Regions from separate parts of the Gossypium hirsutum genome. Here region 2 is linked to region 1. Evidence: chromatin contacts called from public Hi-C data. All regions are on one chromosome and are shown on one strand. Each heading gives the region's core, a stretch centred on a gene start, on an enhancer-like site or on the middle of the called end of the contact. The rest is flanking DNA. Distances are from core to core; before and after follow the strand shown.

What was found. Hi-C and Micro-C count contacts between places; a contact is called where the count stands out from the background.
Region 2: a contact with region 1 is called in a Hi-C map of hypocotyl, with 6 times the contacts expected there. The contact joins two enhancer-like sites. A contact is called at or near these places in 5 of 34 Hi-C or Micro-C datasets (callus, hypocotyl and leaf).

Annotation. Positions count from the first base shown.
Region 1 is chrA11:93,837,284-93,843,207 of Gossypium_hirsutum_v2.1, forward strand. LOC121209871 (a long non-coding RNA gene) reads left to right here and starts at 5,318. Exons shown (of 2, transcript XR_005905022.1): 1 at 5,318-5,553; 2 at 5,827-5,924. Within about 2 kb of position 2,613, at least 2 of the 9 cell types and tissues checked have an H3K27ac peak or open chromatin away from gene starts, as enhancers often do. A contact at or near this core is called in hypocotyl, where this site is marked.
Region 2 is chrA11:94,304,755-94,310,678 of Gossypium_hirsutum_v2.1, forward strand. LOC107891771 reads left to right here. Exons shown (of 6, transcript XR_005905243.1): 5 at 1-163; 6 at 2,481-2,861. LOC107891758 (splicing factor SF3a60 homolog) reads right to left here. Exons shown (of 13, transcript XM_016816659.2): 9 at 5,696-5,854; 10 at 5,467-5,544; 11 at 4,711-4,839; 12 at 3,869-4,015; 13 at 3,231-3,591. The coding sequence ends at 3,445. Among protein-coding and RNA genes, the nearest start is that of LOC107891758, 6.7 kb to the right of the region's middle. Within about 2 kb of position 2,892, at least 6 of the 9 cell types and tissues checked have an H3K27ac peak or open chromatin away from gene starts, as enhancers often do. A contact at or near this core is called in hypocotyl, where this site is marked.

The DNA of each region.
Region 1 (5,924 bases), core at 1,363-3,862:
TGGCTTAAAGTGAATGGATACTACGCACCAGGTAGGATTCAAGAAAAGAGGAGGTGAGTCAATTAGACTGCTTAAGTACGTAGCTCTTCCATGATCCAATCCTAGACATGCACACATCCATTGCCACACTTTAAGCTTATTACTTGTCCACGAACAACAAATTAAGTTTAAGTCTATTTAAAATATTTATTTCCTTTGAAAACATTTACGTTGCGGAAGCTTTGTTCGGTTATTGTGATATTTTAAAAATAAGTAACTTTTATAAAACGTGCCCTAGAGCTAACCAATTTAATAACCCAAAATATTAAAAAATAATAAAAAGAGTGACCTTATTACAACTTTAACCAGAATAAAAATAATCAAAATAATAAATGCGAAACTTATTTTAAAGAAAACAGAAACTTAATCTTCCTGGCCACTCTGAATCCCGCCTAGCTTCAAGTCCACCAACTAGGGCTCACTTGCAATGATGGGAGAGAAAGGGGGGTGAGTTTGGAAAACTCAGTGTGTAAAGTATCCCAACCAGAGCCCAAATTAGTTCAAGCTTTACTGGGCCTAAGCCTTATTCAGAATTTAGTGTTAACTAGGCCTTAGCCCATATCAATATTAATCTGGGCCATAACCCCTTACAGTAACAGAGTATACTGGGCCCAGCCCATATCAGTATCAATCTGGGCTGTAGCCCTATTACAAGTCGAGATATATTGGGCCTTGCCCATATTAACACAGTTGGGCCCATTTCAATACAATTGGCCCATAACAGAACAATCTCATATGATTAATGCATGATAACATCATCCAACCCTGCACTTGCCTCCGTCCATCCCTACACTTCCTGTGGGGAATAAATCACCCACGCCATCCCTACACTTACAGTGTTAGCACCGATTGCGGCACTAACTATAATCCGCAGCAAAGCTGCTTATATCAGAATATGTGGCACAACCACCAGAACGGGTTCTTCCTCCATAACAAAACCCAACCCCATGCAACAGATATACATGTCATGGAATATAACAAACAGAACCAGAATATCATGCATTTCAGTCAAAATTAACCCTAGGGGTATAATGGTCATTTTGCACTTAGGGGTAAAATGGTAATTTTCATACTTAGGGGTAGTTCAATAAATTTTACTATTCTAGAGTTTACATACATATTCTAACCATTAACACATTAACAGAAGCACTTACCGAGCGTTTTTACCGAATTGGGCCCGTTGGCCCACTAACCCGTTTTCGGCCCATTAAGCCCAAATATACCGAAGTGCACGAAATTGCGCACTCTGCAATCATACTACTTGCGATTACCAAAATTAACAACCAAACCACCTCACGAGCGCTCGCACGCTCGCAAGTTCACAAATGCTGGCTTTTTGGCTTTTCGGCTTTTACCGATCTAGTCTATGAGTGGGTGTCATTTACACACCTGTTTTATGACGATTCATTGACGAGATCCATGCACGAACTACTTAAAATTATATTACTACCACGTTAATCTAACTACCGAAACGAACTACATATTAATCCCTTACCTTATTCGGCCAATAACACCTTAGGCACTAGCGATCCTACCTTTGCCGAAGTTAGCGACTAGGTTTAGATCCAGTTGTTCCACTTGTCCAAGCCCTTGATCAACAGCCTCTAGATCACACTATTATCAAAATAAAGTAATTATCACAACCCTTAGGGCTATAAACCCAAATCGACAGCCTCCCTAACCTTTAGGGGTTTCGACTTTTTCTAAAGTACGAAATAAAGACTAGGTTGGAAAGACTTACCACCAATTCCTTCAATCAACGATTCCCCTTAATTCCTACTCGATTCTGATGCAGTTCTAAGCCCTCAAATGATAACAAAAGTCGAGCCTTCAGTGATATTAAAATTTGGCTATGTCCCTATGGCTATGCGTTTTCGGCTTTTTGTAACAGTGAAGAAAAGATGAGGATTTTGTAATGGTTTTATTGACAGAAACTTGGGGTTTAGAGGGCTAGAGAATCGGTCAAGAATGATGAAGATAAGTAAAAAGATTTGGCTAGGAAAAATCGGCATAGGAGAAAATATAGGCTTTCGGGATTTCGGCTTTTTATGGGAAATGGTTATGAAGGTTTAGAAATGACTGATAAAAGATAGAGATGTACAAGATGATAGGAAGATTCCGCTATAGAGGAAAAAAGAAAAAGAAGAGGAGAAAGTAGATGGAGAGAAAAAGAAAAGAAAAGAAGAAGGAAAGAAATGGAAGAAGAGAAAATATCAAAACCCAAAGGAAATATTCTAAAATATCCCAAATATATACTGAAGAAAAAAAAACAATCAAAGGGAACAAAAATCAGCAATGACTAATTTACTCAAATCCAAGAGACTAGCCGAAAAAACTCCCCAACTAACACCCCATAGTTGGCTTAAATACTTACCCCACCTCTTTCCAATTTGAATTCCATTAAAATTCCTTCCTTAATTTTTGCCAAAATTTTAATTTGAATTACACCCAAATTCTTTCCCGTACAGTAACCTGCTTAATTCAAATTCCAATCAAGGTCTGGGTGTTTCGGTCCAGTTCAAATACCTTCCCCACGTGCAGCAAAAATCCAAACCTTGCGTGCGCAAACTGTAGCTCGGACCCCAGACCATCGTTCGCCTTGTGCTTACACCCGTGCTGCTGGCCACTGCACCAGGCTTCCTTCCTTACTAATATATGGTCACAATAAATTATAAACCTTACCTGCTTCAGTTCTGGCCCACTTTAAAAATAAAACAAAATTCACCCTCGTACCGAATCGAACCTGCACCCTCTCCTGTCCAGCACGCTGCTGCCACTGCGCCACAAGCGCTCTTTGTGTTAAATTATACCCGCAACTCATCTTAACCTTATTCTAGCTGCGATCTGCATATAAAAAAACACAAATTGCGCACGCCGCGCCTTGAACCCAGGCTCCTCCCACGCCCTCCTAGCACCCTTAGCCACTGGGCCAAATCCCTGCTTGTGCTAAAACTCAGCCCTATTTTATTAATGAAGCCTACTTCCCAGAAGAGGCCAAATTAAAACAATTTTTTTCCTAGAGTTTAAACACCAAAACAACAATACTTTTATAAATATATATTTTCTTTTTTATTTTTTTCTATCTAATAATAATAATTATAATAATAATAATTTTATAAATATATCTAATAATAAAAATTTCAAATATCAATAATATAGTAAATAATAATAATTTTCATAAAAAATTTCAAACATACATACAGTAATATTTTTTTAAGAACAATAATTTTATCTCATAATACTAATTATCCGTAATAATAAATATAGTAAAAATTTTCTAGTAGTAATTTAATTCAATTTTTTTTCTTAAACGATAATATTTAAAACTTCTTAATTATTCAAGTTTTCTTCTATCTGAATCCTAGACTCAAGGCCCAATTCTTTCTAGGCCCAATTTTTGAGGCGTTACAAGTCCCCAGTGGAGTCGCCAAGCTGTCGAAACCATTTTTTAATCGGGTTTTGGAAAATGGGAATCGACTTTAAGAAAACAAAAACGGGAGTCGCCACCAATCTTTTTAGGTGTGATTGGATCACCTTATAAAATGTTTTGTTTTAAAACATTAATTTTGGTCTACGAAAGTCGAGAAAACGGATTTGGGAGTCGGTTACGTACGAGGAAGGGTTAGCACCCTCGTAACGCCCAAAAATTGGTACCTAATTGATTATCACGTGTCTTTAATGTCGGAAATTTGAAAGTTTTAAGATGCAAACCTCTTTTAATTAGAATGTTTTAATTTTGAATATTAGAGTTCACTTGTATCAAATGAATCAAAATATTACGCCCAATAAGTTAGGAAGCAATATTTTTAAGACATTCGAAACTAAGCTAACCCTTTTTGAAAATCCTTATCTCAAAATGACAAAACGCCATATCCAGTAAGTTAGGACACAACATTTTGAAATTCCAAGACAGTTGCTCGTATTTTGAAAACCTTAAAACTTAGAAGGGTGCTTGACTATTTGAACTCAACGAGAAAAGTTGCAACCCAGTAAGTTAGGGCACTACCTTTTTCGAAGTGTCCAAATACCAAGCATTGCCCTTTTATTTTTGAAGTCTTTTGAATCTCGTTTTTAATTAATGCATAAGGAATCATATATATACATTATAACATATAGCATATTACAATAATAGGTAGCTAAAACATGTATTTAAATAATATGATAGCAATAATCTAAAGATCCTATGCTAGATACATACATAAATATAGCAAATCTTAGTTACATAACAACATACATATTAAGATATACATAGCATATATTGAAGAGAAATAAGCAAAATATACGAACACTCAAAGTAATAATTAATTTAAAAACAATGCATGATATATAATTAGACGTATAAATATATACAAAACAAATGTGATAATATATATAAAAAAATAATAATAACATATATATCAAACAAACAACACTTAATAATTTTATGTAGCTAGCTTTTAATATATAAATAATATAAAATATAACACTATATAAAATAATGTAATGATAAATGAATTTTAAATATTTAATAGTATATAAAAAAATGTTTAGTAGTAATTTATGCAATTTTTAAAACTATACATGATGATATATATATAAGAGACAAATGTACGATAAGATATAAAATAAAATAATATAATGTATAAAATTTTATAGGAAACATATAATAATATAATAACATAAATTTTTTTTATTATTTATCTATTATCAAAAAAATATATTTAATTAATAAAATATTAATAATACATCTACTATATAAAACAAAATAATATCATAGAACATAATAAAATTTAATTACATATAATTTAAAAATAAATGATAATAAATATAATATGATGGATAACATAAAAATAAAATATATATATCATTTTATATAACTAATATTTACAAAAATAAAATAATATATAAAGTATTTAAAATAAATTAAAAATATGTAAAAGGATTAAAATTTTAAAAAATGAAAACTTTGGGCTAATTAAAAGAATATAAAAAGAATTTGAGCCAATTAGGAAAACGCATAAAAATCGAGGGACTCACTGGGCAATTGGCCTTAATTCCAAAACGCCGTCGTACCTCAGAGTATAGTTCAAAAGCCATTAGGACTAAATTGAAATAACTATAAAATATTAAGGCCGAATTAAAAATAAAATAAAATGAAATTACAGAATTTAATAAATTGGGGGAATCAATTGAGCAACTCACCCACTTATCAAAAACACGCGGATCCTCCCCGGGTCATCGGGTCAACGTGCGGATCCTAAGCCTTGAAACGACACCATTTTATGTTTATTGAATTAAACCAAAACGGCACCGTTTCATCAAGACTATATAAGCCAGATTTTAGTTTTAAAATCATTTTGCACTCTGTTTTAGAAAAAAAGAAAAGAATCCTCTGAACGAGGACTTGGGGTTAGTTGTTGGAGGGCTATCGTGCCTCCGTCCGGAGTTTGCACGCACTCACGCGCCCCCTTCTTGGCCTCCACGTACGGTGGTTGGAAACTGGAAAGTTTCCTTTTTCCGACACGAATCAAAATGGTACGCTTCCCTTTTCCTTTTCATTATTTGCAATATATACATGTACATATATTTAAAGCATCCACCTTTATGTATTTCGATCGACTGCTGGTTTCTTTAGTATAAGAACGATTTTGTTTTTATTGAATCTCTCTGTTCTTGCCAAAAAAACCTTTATTACAGATTAAAAGAAATGGGTTTTTATAACCCTCAATTACATTTTAGGGAAAGAATCTGTTGATTTCTTTCCATGTTTATTTCCTTTGCTGTTGTGGTTCTTCTTCTCTTTTGCAGGTACCATTGAGGATTTCATGGCGAGAAAACGTTGATCCGTGCATCGATCACGGCGCGCCATGGGGCCTGGAATCACGGCACCGATGGTGGTGACGATT
Region 2 (5,924 bases), core at 1,642-4,141, 470 kb after region 1:
AAAACCAACTACACTAGATTGCAGTCCAAGAACAATTTGCAGAAGGCACATAATGACTGGCTCCTACCTCTACAAATGCATATGGGAGGCATTGCAGCAGCGAATAAGAATGATATTGATCAACATACAGTTGATACTGTATGTGCTCTGAATCCGAATTCAGGTGTGAGTTTCAGATATTTTATGTGCAAAAAAGTATCAGAGTGCCTTATGTTTGTATGTTAGTTAAGCAGATTATGGTTAGAACCTGCAGTAGGATCAACTAATTAGTTGATCAAAAACTACACCCAATTTTGTAATAGTCTACTTGCATATTTGCATATATTTAATAATAATCTCGTGTCAACTAATTATTCTATTTTTTTATTTAATTGTTTTGTTTTCAACATTTTTTTATTTGAGTTGAAAGAAGAAAAACATGAATTGTAATTTTGACTTAGAAAAGAGAATATTCATTACTAGCTTAAATAATCAATGTTGATATTTCACATGGGAATGGATATTCTAATCTTATATTTTACATGGTTATGATTTAAGTCCTTATTTCATTTAAGTAACTTCATTATAATATCTTATTTTATTGATATTTTTATATTTAATCTAGTTTTTATTATTTATTTTAGTTTTGATTCTAAATTTTTATTTTTATTTTAATATTTATGATAACTTAAGTTCTAACTTTTGGATTTTAATTGTGTTATTAATTTATTATTTTAAATTCTAAATTTAAATTCATTAATTTTTGTATTTAGTTTTAAAGTTAAAATTTTAATAGAAAATTTAATTTGATAATGAATTTTTATAGAAAATTTTTATATTTATATCATGGATATTATTCTTCTCAATATTTTGATAATGAATTTTAAATTTTTTATATTTTTCATGACCTTTATAATATTTTATATTTTTTTTTGAATTTCATGATATTTAGCGGCGTTTGTGCGAAAATCTTTAGCGGCGTTTTTTCAAATAAACGCCACAAATTTTAGCAGCGTTAGCAATAGTGACGTTTTTTGTGACACTTGTAAAAACGCCTCAAATAATTTTAATGGCACTTAAAAGCGCCGCTAAAGGCCTAAAAAAAAGTCCCCCCCAGTTAATTTTACTGTAGTGATTAGGGGTTGTAAAGCTGTGATACTCTCAGTGTCCACTAGGATGTAGATATTTCTTCCCTTAATAGAACCTTGTATTCTCAAAGTGCTAAACCCAGCACTGCCAATCAAAGAATTAATAGAGATTTCTAATACTCCTTCATTCTTTTCTCCATTAACAGGTAAGGATTCTTCAGTGGATTCCTCCTCAATCAACACTTCAGTAGGATGCTCAGCTCCTTCTTCTTCCATGGAATTTAACTCTTTAACCTTGCATTGGTGGCCAGGAAGAAACTTATCTCCACATTTAAAACATAGGTTATCGGTTTTTCTGTACTCCATGATATTATGTCTGTTAGGAACAATAGGTGGTGGGGTCATGTTAGGTCTAGGTGTGGTAGAGTTTGTGGTAGGATAGGCTTTTGTATATGTAGAGGAAGAGTTCGGTTGGAAAATTTAGGTTTTTATTTTTTTGCTTCAAGTTCCATGGAAAGTTCATGAAGTTTAGCGTGTTGAAAGGCAATAGACAAAGATGAAGGTTCATTCACCTTAAGTCTAACTTTGGTTTCTTCGTCAGTCCACTCACAAAACTGGACACAAAATACTCTTCATTTAAGTGCAAATTATACTGGAGCATGAAAGACCTCAAGTCTTCAAATTTTTCTTGGTAGTCCTCCACTGATCCTCTTTCTGTCAACTTGTTAAATTCTTCCACCACATCAAGGCAGGTTCTATCACAAAACCTGAGATACAAATCATTGGCAAAATCCATCTTGTCAAATTGTCTTTCTGTAGTCTCTACCTTCTAATGTTCTTCCATTGAAAATAAGTTGAAATACTTTTTACACTTCATATCCACGCTCAAGGATTTGCTCCATTAAAGTTCTGTAATTCGATTTTTGGTCTAAGGGAAAATAGGCCAAGGTTTCTAGACGCGTTAGTGTTTGTGTTCTTTTATATTAGTTGCATCTCTTTAAAGGTAGGTGAACTGCTAGACCCAACTAAGTGTGTCGTTGCTTTTTCCATGTGAAGGTTTGGAGAATGGTTTTGGAGCTAAAACACCTGATTCATTTCGTTGATAAGTATACCTTTCATTGTCATCAGTAACTGTTATCTGGACGGGCTTTTTTCCATCAGCTTTAGATAGTGTTTGAATAGGGTACCTGATTAGTTTTCTGGTTAATGTTTGCAATGGTAAGAGGTTGTGGTGCTTGGCCTTTCTGAGACAACAGGTCCAAGATCCTACTAATGTATCCCTGAATCTCGATAAATTGGCCTCTATTCTCTGTTGTTGCTCAGTAAACTTCACATCAATGCTTTCTTTCTGCTTTTCCTATCAATTTGGATTAATGTTTTCAACCTGCAATATTTCCAATTGTTTTTTTCCAGCTGTTCCTGGAGTTGCTAGATCTCGGTACCATCAGAACCAAACATGACAATGGCCTTCCTCAGCTTTCCCAGCTCGAACCAATAGATCTTTCGGTAGCCTTAATACCAAATTATTATAACCCACTCGTTTGTGTACTGAAATTACTGAAGAAATTAGAGGTTTAAGGAGAATAGAAGAAGATGGAGAAGAGAAGAGTTATCATTCAGGATAGAGAAACAATTGTTACAGCAACCCTTATACATGAAATTGTTGTAACAAATTTGTAATCAAATTGTACTATCATTATTTTTAGACTGTTGGCATCAACATTTCAGGGGCTTCTGGCTTGAAATCATCAGTACCCTTCAGCTATGGATATCGAGCCTTTTCCTTTCAGAGCATAAAGATTTGTTGACCCATCTTCCATTCTCTTTTTTCGATATTTCCGCATTCATCTCTGATCCACTCTTCAAGCCCATTAGTTCCTGTCCTTCTACTTCTGTACTTGGCCCATTAATTCTCGACCTTTCCCTGCCTTAATCCGTTCCTCATCCGTTTCACCATCTCTGCATTGTCTCAACATGTTGTAATCTATTTTCTTTTCCTTGTGAGTTTCCTAAAAAGGAAACGAAGGAGACGGCATAAACGTGGAAGAGCATACGAAACCAAATGTTCAAATTTCTCCTTATTGTCCATTTTTATATTATATTGCTCGTCCTCGAGGTGTAAATGGCTCAGCATTCATATTCACAAGGTGCTGCGCAAGCAAATTTTCCAGGGTTTAACTGTTACTTTGAACTAAGTAATTAGTTTTGTTGAGCTACAAATTCAGACAACTGTCTTACAAACTCTTCTAACCTCTATCCCTCAGGGTTGCCACAAAAGCATTAATCATACATACATGATGATCAAGGTTGACAGGTAACAAAATTAAGAACCATGTCCCGAGGCATGGGAAACATCTAACTCTCAACACAAGCGTCTTTAAATCAGTCCCTGCCGCTGCAGATCGGTATACGTCTTCTTGTTATAAATGTTGCCCTCTTTATCTTCGTATTCTTCTTCAAGATCTGGACGCCACTTGTTCACTCCTTGCCGTTCTCGTATCTTCTCCCACAATTCTTGTGCTTCCTGCGCAACCAATTTTCCAATTTCAAGCTTCCAGGTTAATCACTATACATTTATACCTAAAAAAACTCATAAATTAGATTTGAAAAACGTTTGTGTACAAAGAGAAGTAAACTCTAGCTATCTTTTTGCTTTACATGGACAAACAAAGCATTGGTTGTGAAACGGAGAACCAAAGGTGATGGCACATAAACACAATCATGAAAAAACCAAACATAGGCAGATGAAGCAGAAAGAACATAAATCATTGCGCAATATCTGAATAACAAACAACTCATACCTGAATATTGGTGATTTCATTAAAGTTCTTGGTGTTCGGAATACCAAGGCATCGCATGCCATGCTGATGCCGCCATTCTTTGAAATGCCTCTCAAAAGCCCGACGGCCCCAGTAGCTGTAGTTCCCACAAATCTCACACTTAAACTCCTGAAGAATAAAAAAGAAATGGGGGGGGGGGGCAAGGCTGTATAAGTTCCAGAACTCAAAAATAACTAGGCAATCAAAGAGTGAAGAAAAATTCAAAAGCCCTAGAACAACCACTCCATCCTTCCTCCTAGGGCCAAGATCAAGATAAAAATCAAACTGCTCAAGCTCACTCAGCTAAATTCAATTAAGCTCATTTTATCTAGTAAAATATAAGAATGATTCTAATGCTTAATTTCAAACTTGATTATTTATGATTGAGCTTAGCTTCGAGTTTGAGTTCAAATTGAGAGTTTCCAATATTATTAAAAATAGAAAAGCTCGATTAGTCTCGCAAGTTAATCTGTCAAGAGTTAGGATATTTAAATTTAGCTTGCTTGATAGCTCAACCTCGACATCCACCGAACATGATAAAGTTGAACTCAGAAGTACAGATGTCTCACTAACACTCCTACTTCCTCTTCCCTCTTGATTTAGAAGAAAAATGTGGATAGAAACATCAACCTTTTTATTAGAATTAGTTGTAAAACATCAAGGAAAATGTACCTATAGGTTTAAGAAAACACAAAACAATAAAAAAGATTTAATGTTATATTCGTTCGAGCTTTCACTGTTTTTTGTTTAGTCATCTGTAAGTTGGCAAAGTATCTGCATGCGCCAAAATTCACATCACATAAAGAATTAGTAGGAGAAATTACCTGACCAAGACCATGAAGTTTGTAAAGCCAGTAAGGTATAGGCTTGCCATCCCAACCCATTGGCAATTTAAGAGGATTATAGATCTGTTGATCTTCATCATCACTTTCCGTGTCAACTTGTGTCTCTTCCTATTAGAAAGCAACAATTTATAGTAAGAGAACCACAACAGACAGAATTTAAAGATAGCCAAAATTTTCAAGAAAAAGTTTCTGCTTTTGTTTACTATAAACAGAAATTAGAAGAGGGACCGACAACTCAAAAGGCACTGGTTAACCATGACAGTTGCCCAAATGTCAGCAACTTCTTATGAAAAAAGAAGTCCAATCAAAGATAAAACATTCATTGAGTGAACAATCAAAGCTGATGGTTGTTTCACCATCATTTGATCAGTTAATTTGATCAAAGATATTTCATCCCCTCTATTTGTTTCGCCTGATATATGGTCATAGGAATTATGTAAAAAACTAAAATTCCTAATTTCTTCCATTTAAATTGTGTCCTTTAGATTTAATTAAAAATGCAGAAATAAACTGCCCAATTAAGCCCGAAAGTGAGGCCTGCAGACCTGAAACAAGGTTGACACCCGGTTGATTGGTCCATACAGGCCCCAGCATTCAAAACTCTGCCTACAGCCATCCATACAAGGTGCTGAGGGCCAGGGTTAGTGAACTATAATCATACCATCACAATATAAGCAATGGATTTTGTTCTAGTATTAGATACACTTGAATTACTATGCCCAGAGATTAACTTACCTCCTCACGTTCTTGTTCCATTTCCTCATATGTCAATGCTTGCTTCTTTACCACATTTTCTTTTGTTTGTTCAATTGTCTGTAAAAGATCACAGAAATAGTAGTTAAAACCATCACTATAGTTACATATCTGGACTACAAACAGCAGCGACATACTTTTGCAAAGGCTTTCTCTCATGTTTCACATTTTTATCAAAGACAGTTAAGGGCAAAGTAAGCAACCAACTGACCTTACTCAGTAAATCAGCGAGTTTCTTCATCTTGGCCTCCATCAATGCAATATGTTTCAGACTGTTAATGTCTTGTGAAACTGCAGTAGACCCATTTTGTCGAGGTCCGAGTGAGCCTTTTGCAAAATGCTTTTTGTCCAGCTTTTCCAGAGGAGTGTGCTGCGGAAAAACATATAGACATTGAATGTACGTTTTTTTTTTTTCCAATTTATTTGATATTGCATTACCA